Linked DNA regions of Mus musculus: region 1 is linked to region 2. The links are chromatin contacts, called in public promoter capture Hi-C maps. All regions are on one chromosome and are shown on one strand. The core of a region is the stretch at or near the end of the contact, and the rest is flanking DNA. Distances in the headings are between cores, read along the strand shown.

What was found. Promoter capture Hi-C pulls out the DNA fragments that hold promoters and counts their contacts.
Region 1: a contact with region 2 is called in a promoter capture Hi-C map of liver. The contact joins the promoter of Rsph6a here to the promoter of Nova2 in region 2. A contact is called at or near these places in 17 of 39 promoter capture datasets (the 3T3-L1 cell line, 3T3-L1-derived adipocytes, the C10 cell line and 11 more), 1 of 484 Hi-C or Micro-C datasets (embryonic stem cells), 1 of 115 datasets of contacts at active chromatin or transcription factors (embryonic stem cells) and 3 of 9 other capture datasets (adipose tissue, liver and pancreatic islet).

What each region holds. Positions count from the first base shown.
Region 1 is chr7:19,053,216-19,056,693 of GRCm38.p6, reverse strand. It overlaps Rsph6a (radial spoke head 6 homolog A (Chlamydomonas)), which reads right to left and starts at 2,007. Exons shown (of 6, transcript NM_031255.2): 1 at 1,321-2,007. The coding sequence starts at 1,949. It overlaps Sympk (symplekin), which reads right to left. Exons shown (of 27, transcript NM_026605.2): 24 at 3,248-3,424; 25 at 3,052-3,147; 26 at 2,396-2,779; 27 at 2,072-2,305. The coding sequence ends at 2,177.
Region 2 is chr7:18,924,110-18,927,271 of GRCm38.p6, reverse strand. It overlaps Nova2 (NOVA alternative splicing regulator 2), which reads right to left and starts at 1,384. Exons shown (of 4, transcript NM_001029877.3): 1 at 1,108-1,384. The coding sequence starts at 1,192.

The DNA of each region.
Region 1 (3,478 bases), core at 758-3,257, 130 kb before region 2:
CTGTACAATAAATTATGGAAGTACATATCTTGGAGGAGAAGAACACAGGCTGCCCTGCAGAGGACCTGGGGGAGCCAAGGCCATCCTCTAACCTCTGAAGGCACTGCAAGCCTGTGGTGCATTTACAACCATGTAGGCAAAATACTCATCCACACTAACTAAAAAATGTAAAAGGCTAGAAAGATAGCTCTGAGGCTAAGAGTACTTACTACTCTTGCAGAAAACCAGAGTTCAGTTGCCAGCACCTATGTCAGGCAGCCCACAACGGTCTCTGACTTCAGATGCAGAAGAAATGCCTTTTTCTGGCCTCCAGAGGCAGTAAGTATGCTTACACACACACACACATGCATACACACACATGCACGCACACACACACTCATGCACACACATGCATACACACACATGCACACACACACACTCATGCACACACATGCATACACACACATGCACGCACACACACACTCATGCACACACATTCACATACATACATACATGCTCTCAGAGACTTAAAAGAGGTGAGAACAGGAGAAAAAAGTGAGACTAGCCAGGGTGCTTCAGGAAGGAACCTTGAAGCTCTCAAGACTGGGAATATATTGGCGAAATGCTATGGGTTAATTTTGACTGGGTCTGGGGCCTGAGGTAGAGACAACTAAGTAATGAGTAGAAATTGCATATTGACAGCAGGCAGGGCCGCACCTCCTGAATATTCTCTCCCAGGCACTAGGGAGCCATAGCAGGTTCTTAGCAGGGGAGGGATGGAATCGGCTATGTGCTTTAGCCAGCCTTGCGTCACTAACTTCCTTTCCCACTGTGGTCCCAGACAGCAGCAGCCTTCCAAGGCCTTGCTGTGCCCTGAGTCTCAATCACTGTACCTCTTGTTATGTGCAAGGTGCTATCCCAGGTCCCTCCCCCTGCCTGGCCACCTAAGTCCTTTTCACTGACCATGCCACATCTGACATCCACAGTTCATTCTTTATAACACACTGAATGGAAGGAGGGGGACAGTGGCTGCAGCTCATTGACTCTGACAAGTAGAGGGTCCTGGGAACCAGAGGCCTTGCTCTAGAATACTGGCCCTCCCCCTTCTTAGCTTGTGATTTTAAATAACCCAGCCTCTCTGGTTCAGTCTCCTGCAAAAACAGGCTTAGTGGCTGGGACTAGATGTTAGGGGTGTGTGTTGGCACTGTGTCTGCTCCACTTGCTATTCCTTCCCCAACTCTCTGCTAACTTAGACATCCAGAGACCCCACACCTGAGGCAGCCTTGGCTAGAGCCCTTCCCAGTCAGCTGCCCGCCTTCTCCACCCTCCACCTCCTCTCACAGGCTGAGGTTGCAGCTCATGCTGGTCCGCAGCAGGTAGGCCTTGGCGTTCTGTATTGCCAGCTCACGAGGCTCGGGGTCAGGTACCTCTCCAACAATGGGCATGAAGCCCAGGTCAGAGGGCCTCAGGTGGAGGGAGGGGTCGTCTCTCAGGTAGGGTCCGTGCTGTGTGTCCTGGCTGAATATCTCATCCTCTCTTGGATACAAGTTGAGCTGGCCCAGGATTCCAGAAGCCGAGCCTTGGTAGGTAGACTCCAGTTGTTCTAAGAGGTCCTGGCCCTGTGGGAACTGCTCCATCATCCTGCTATCATCCAGGTAACCCTGTTGCGAGAACTCCATGGGAAAGCCTGGCGTGTAGCCTAAGGGCATGGACTGGTGGTACTCGGTGCCTTCATCACCTTGAACATCTGGGACCAGGCTGGACCTCTGTGGCCAGTGGGGTAGACCAGTTCCCTGCAGGTCCTGACTGCCCTGACTGCTCCGACTGCCCCGCTGCGGAGGTGGTCGGTTCAACCCATCCTCTGGGATGGTTAACAGAGGCTGAGAGTACTCTTGACTCCGTGCCCTTTCTGAGCCTTGGGAAGCCCTCCGGGTTTGAGAGGGGTCAGGATTGGGCGGTGGTTCCCCCATGCCTCGGAAAAAGTGTGCTGCCCTATCCTGGACCCTGCCTGCCTACCGTTACTTTACCAGCGCGGGGCGCCCTCAGGGTGAGAAACGGTGTGCGCAGGCGCAGTCTAACACAGGCACATCCTCAGGATTTCTAACCTGGCGCAGCTACGCCCTCTTTTATTTGTGTTAAGGCAAAGCTCCAGGAGGCCCCGTCCCGCCCCTCCCCTCCCCCCAAACTCCCGCAGCTGTCAGCTGTTCCCCTTGCTCTCGGGTTCCCTGGTTTCTGGGCTGGAGGTCTTCAAGGCTTCTTCCACAGCATGGCTGAGGTTCTGGGGGCTCCGCTCATCCTTGGAGCTCGACCCGACTGCTGCTGCCTCCTGGTGGCGGGAGAGGGCAAGAAGCAGTGGGTCAAGAGCTAGTTACCCACTCAGACCCATTCCCAGGGCTCTGCTGCAATCTATTCCTACCTTAGGCAGGGGCCCCTCGAGACTAGAGTCCAGCAGTGTGGTTTCAGCCAGCCCCGAGTCGTCGTCCATGCTGATGAAGATGGCCGGGGTCTCGCATTCGGGACCCTCCTCCCGGTATTCCATGACCTCCTCAGCTGGGGTGGGCCCAGCTCGGGCTGCTGCTGGCACCGAGGGCGTTGAGGACACACAGGCAGCGGGCGCTCCGATGCCTGTGGGCTTCTGCTTCTGTTCCTCCTCCAGCTGCCTCTTCAGGGCCTTCTCCTGAGCCAATCGCAGGCCGATGAGGTCCTGAGGGGGCCGTGGGGCAGGGGCCGGGGCCGGGGCCGGGGCCGGGGCCGGGGCCGGAGCCGGGGCCAAAGCCAGAGCCAAGGGCTCCAGGTCATCCTGGGGTGGGAGAAGCACTCAGCTCAGGAAGGGTACACCTAACACACACCCGCATCCTACCCCCACCCACGCATCAGGGTAGAGAAAGCAGAGCACTCAGCGCTGCTGAAAGCAAAGAGCGCACATCGCATAGACTTTCCATCCTGGTGCAAAGGTGTGTGGGGTCGGCGGCCATTTTCCTTTACCAGGGACAAAATCTTGGGAGACTGTGGGTTTAATGAGCGGACGTCTTGGGGTGAGAGGCACAGGTAGGTGGGCGTCATTGCGCTCACCTCTTCCAGGGGCCCTGAAGGTGCTTCCTTGACTTCGGGCTCCTGCTTTCCAGTGGCCTCCAGGATGGTCATGATGGAGTTGGGGATGTGTGCTTGCTAGGTGAAGGGAAAGGCACCTCTCAGAACCCCATAACATAGAACCAAACCTTCCAGAGCTTTCCTGCTCACTCGGCTCCACTCTACCACACCCAGTTACCTGGTGGGGAGTGAAGGAGCGCACATGGGCCAACAGTGGCTCCCGGAGCTCAGGGCACTTGTCAAAGACTGCGCCAAGCTGCTGTGGAGGTAGCTGCAGGATGACCTGGAAACTCTGTGGCTTGGTGCGCTGGCAGCACTTGATGAAGCCCTCCCATACCTTGGGGTACTTCCATACCTGTGGGGCAGGAGGGGGGCCGTTAGGCACAGGTCCAACCAGCCACCTCCTTCC
Region 2 (3,162 bases), core at 135-2,634:
TTTTCCCCCCGATTTCCTTGGGAACACACCCTCCATGGGTTTCACTGAACCACAAGCCCCAGCTCTCCCTTTTCATCCCCCCATCCCCCCCAGTTACACACCCCCCTCTGATGTCACTATTGCACACCTCCATGTGTCACACCCAGCCTCTCTAGAGTCACACCTACACCCTTTTCCATGTCACATCCTAGCACCAGCTTCTACTGGTCCCACTCCACCCTATACACAGCGGTATCCCCCACACAGAACCCCTTTTCCCGGTCCACGAATGTTCTCACGGTTCACACCCAGAGTCCATCCTTTCTGCCTCCCTACACACCCCCCTGCATGTTACACACCCCCTCTCACTGGTGTGTCACAGGACAAGAGCCCCCTCCGGGCTGGTAAGCACCTTCCCTTGGAGGACCTCACATCCGGCTCTCTTTTACACACATACTCACACACCCCTACCCCGTCACATCCATGGTCCCTTAATGTCACATATCCAGGCCCTACACGACCCACCACGGATACACACCTGTCCTAGCCTTCCATCTCTTTCCCCTCCAGTTTTACACACCCACCCTTTCTTCCATGTCACCCAACACACCCACCCAGTCTGTCTCCATGCACGGTCCTGCATACTGTCCACACCCGCCCCTTTCCGGGACAACCCTTGTTCAGGACATCCCCAGGGAGTGAGGCTCAGAAGCTCTCGGTCCACAGGCCTGACTCTACTCCTTCCCCTCCCCCAACCGGGACACGCAAGCCCGAGGGAACACCCCTGCCCCGAAAGGGTCACATCACACACCCCTCAAGGACACACTGGCCCAGAAGGGACCCACGCCCCTCATCCTTGGTTCCCTCATACACCACAAGGACACTTACCACCCCCTCCCCCCCAGCCCCTTTCGTCGCAGACAAAGCTCTCAGCCCCCGGGGCCTCGGCGACAAGAGAAAGGGGTCCGTCCGGGTCCCCATCTCCTCGCGGAGGGGTGCCCCTCCCCTCCCTGAAGCACTTGCACCTGCCAGCCAGGGATGGGGGGGGATGATGGAGGACGGCGATGCCCCCTTCGGCGCGCGATCCCCCCCCACGCCCCACGCCGCGGTCCCTCAGCTTTGCCTCACCTCCCGTGTTGCTGCGCTTGGTGCAGACCACCTCGGGGGGCGTCTCGAGGGGTCTCTTGCGGGAATCCGGGGCCTCGGGCTCCATGGGGGGGGCCTGGGGCGGCGGCTGCTGCTGCTGCGGCGGCTGCGGCGGCGGCGGCGGCTGCTGTGGCGGCGGCGACGGCTGCTGGGGAGGCTGGGGCTGCGGCGGCGGCGGCGGCGGCGGGGGCGGCGGCGGCTGCGGGGCCGCGGAGGCCGTGAAGAGGCCGTGCACCGCGCCGGCGGCCATCATCCTCATGGTGGGGGGGCGGAGGAGGGGGAGGGGAGGGAGGGGGAGGGGAGGGGGCGGCGAGGAAGGGGGAGGGGAGCGGCGGGGAGGGAAGCGGGAGGGGGCTGGGGGGGGGAAGCGCTGACAGAGCTGGAGGACGGAGGGGAGCAGGGTGGAGAGGGTATGGGGGGTGGTCTGGGATGGAGAACTGAGGGGTGGGGTCCTGGTCTCTCAAAGATCACCGAAGCCGGTCACTGAGCCAGTGGGGTGCAGAGGTGTAGACAGGACACCCTCTCTGTACCCTTTCTTGAGGGCTCCCCACAGATGCGAGGGGCCGAGCCCCCCTCCCAAGGCCCTGCTCAGGGCGGGGGGCCGGAGATAAGAAGCGGAGGCGGTCGCTAGTGGGGGCCCGGGGGGCGGCGGGCGAGGGCAGCAGCAGAGACCGGGCTGCTGGTGGTGGTTGCTGGCCCGAGCATCTTCTCAGCTAGGCTCCTACAGCGTCCTGGCCCCTCCCACCCGCGCAAGGTCACGCCCATGGCAGTCAAGGCCACGCCCTTCTGCGCCCCCATTGGTCCATCCTTGAAGCCTGGGCCACGCCCATCACGCTTGGACGCTACAGACCTGACTACCCCCCCCTGCAGGGTATAATAAGGACCGCGAGGCTCCTCCACGCCTTCCTTCCTTACCCTTCACCCTTTTATTTGCGGAGGGGCGTGGCTGGACAGAGTGTAATATAGCCCAAGCTGGCTTTGAACTCACTATGTAGCTCAGGCTAGCTTTGACCTCCTGATTCTGCTGTTTCCATTCCCTGGCCCCCCAAGCGCTGGGATTAGAGGGATGTGCATGGCATCTCTAGCTACCTTTTGCTCCTAATGAGCATCACTTGTGCACTTGCCATGTGCCAGGAGTGGTTCTAAGAGATTCTTACTTGAATCCCACCGGGGAAAAACGATAGGATATACTTTTAGTATTCTGTCTTACAGATGAGGACACTGAGTCTTAGGAAGCCGAAGCAGCCAAGCTTGGCGCTCACTCATGTATCCCACTACTTGACAGTATGAGGCAGAATTGCCTTGAATCTAAGGATAAGCTGGGCTACAATGTAAGACCCTTTGTTTAAAAAAAAACAAACAACCAAATCAACAAGAAACAAAACAAACAAAAGAGAAAAGAAGAGGAAACAATGGGTAGGGGTCAAATGAGAAATGTACCTTCATGTCATCTGACTGTCAGCAAGGAAATTCCCCCTTTGGATGGTCCATCTCTCCATGAAGAGTGGACCTAAGACTGCTGTCGGGCTCCTGCGACTGAAATCAAGTTACAGCAAGTAACTGCCACAGAAGCCTGACTGGCGCTAGGTCCTATCAACGGTACTGACGGCCCACCCACTGAGTGACAGATACTGCCCTAGACCCTGGGACACAGCACAGAACAAAACGGCCTTAGTGCTTTGTAGAGTAAGTATTATCATTCTGGTCACTCGTTAGAAGATTTTGATTTTTCAGATGACAGAATGGAGGCTGCAGAGAGGCTTTTCCAAGGGCACACGGCTAGACAGAGAGAAAACTGGGATTTGGACAGAGGACAAGTCTAATTCCAGAGCCTGAAGCCATAGGAGGTTCTTCTCGGAGTGGGTTGTTGCCAATATTCTGTGTTCTCAGATATATGCGTTTTCTGCTCCCTGGATTTCTGGTCCCCAAGGCTTCCTTCCTTTCTAGCTTGGTCAGAGGCAAGTTTAGCCCCAGAGGGGTCCACGAAGGGGTAACTGTGGCAGCTGGGGGTGGGGGAAGTCTGTGGCACTGGGATCT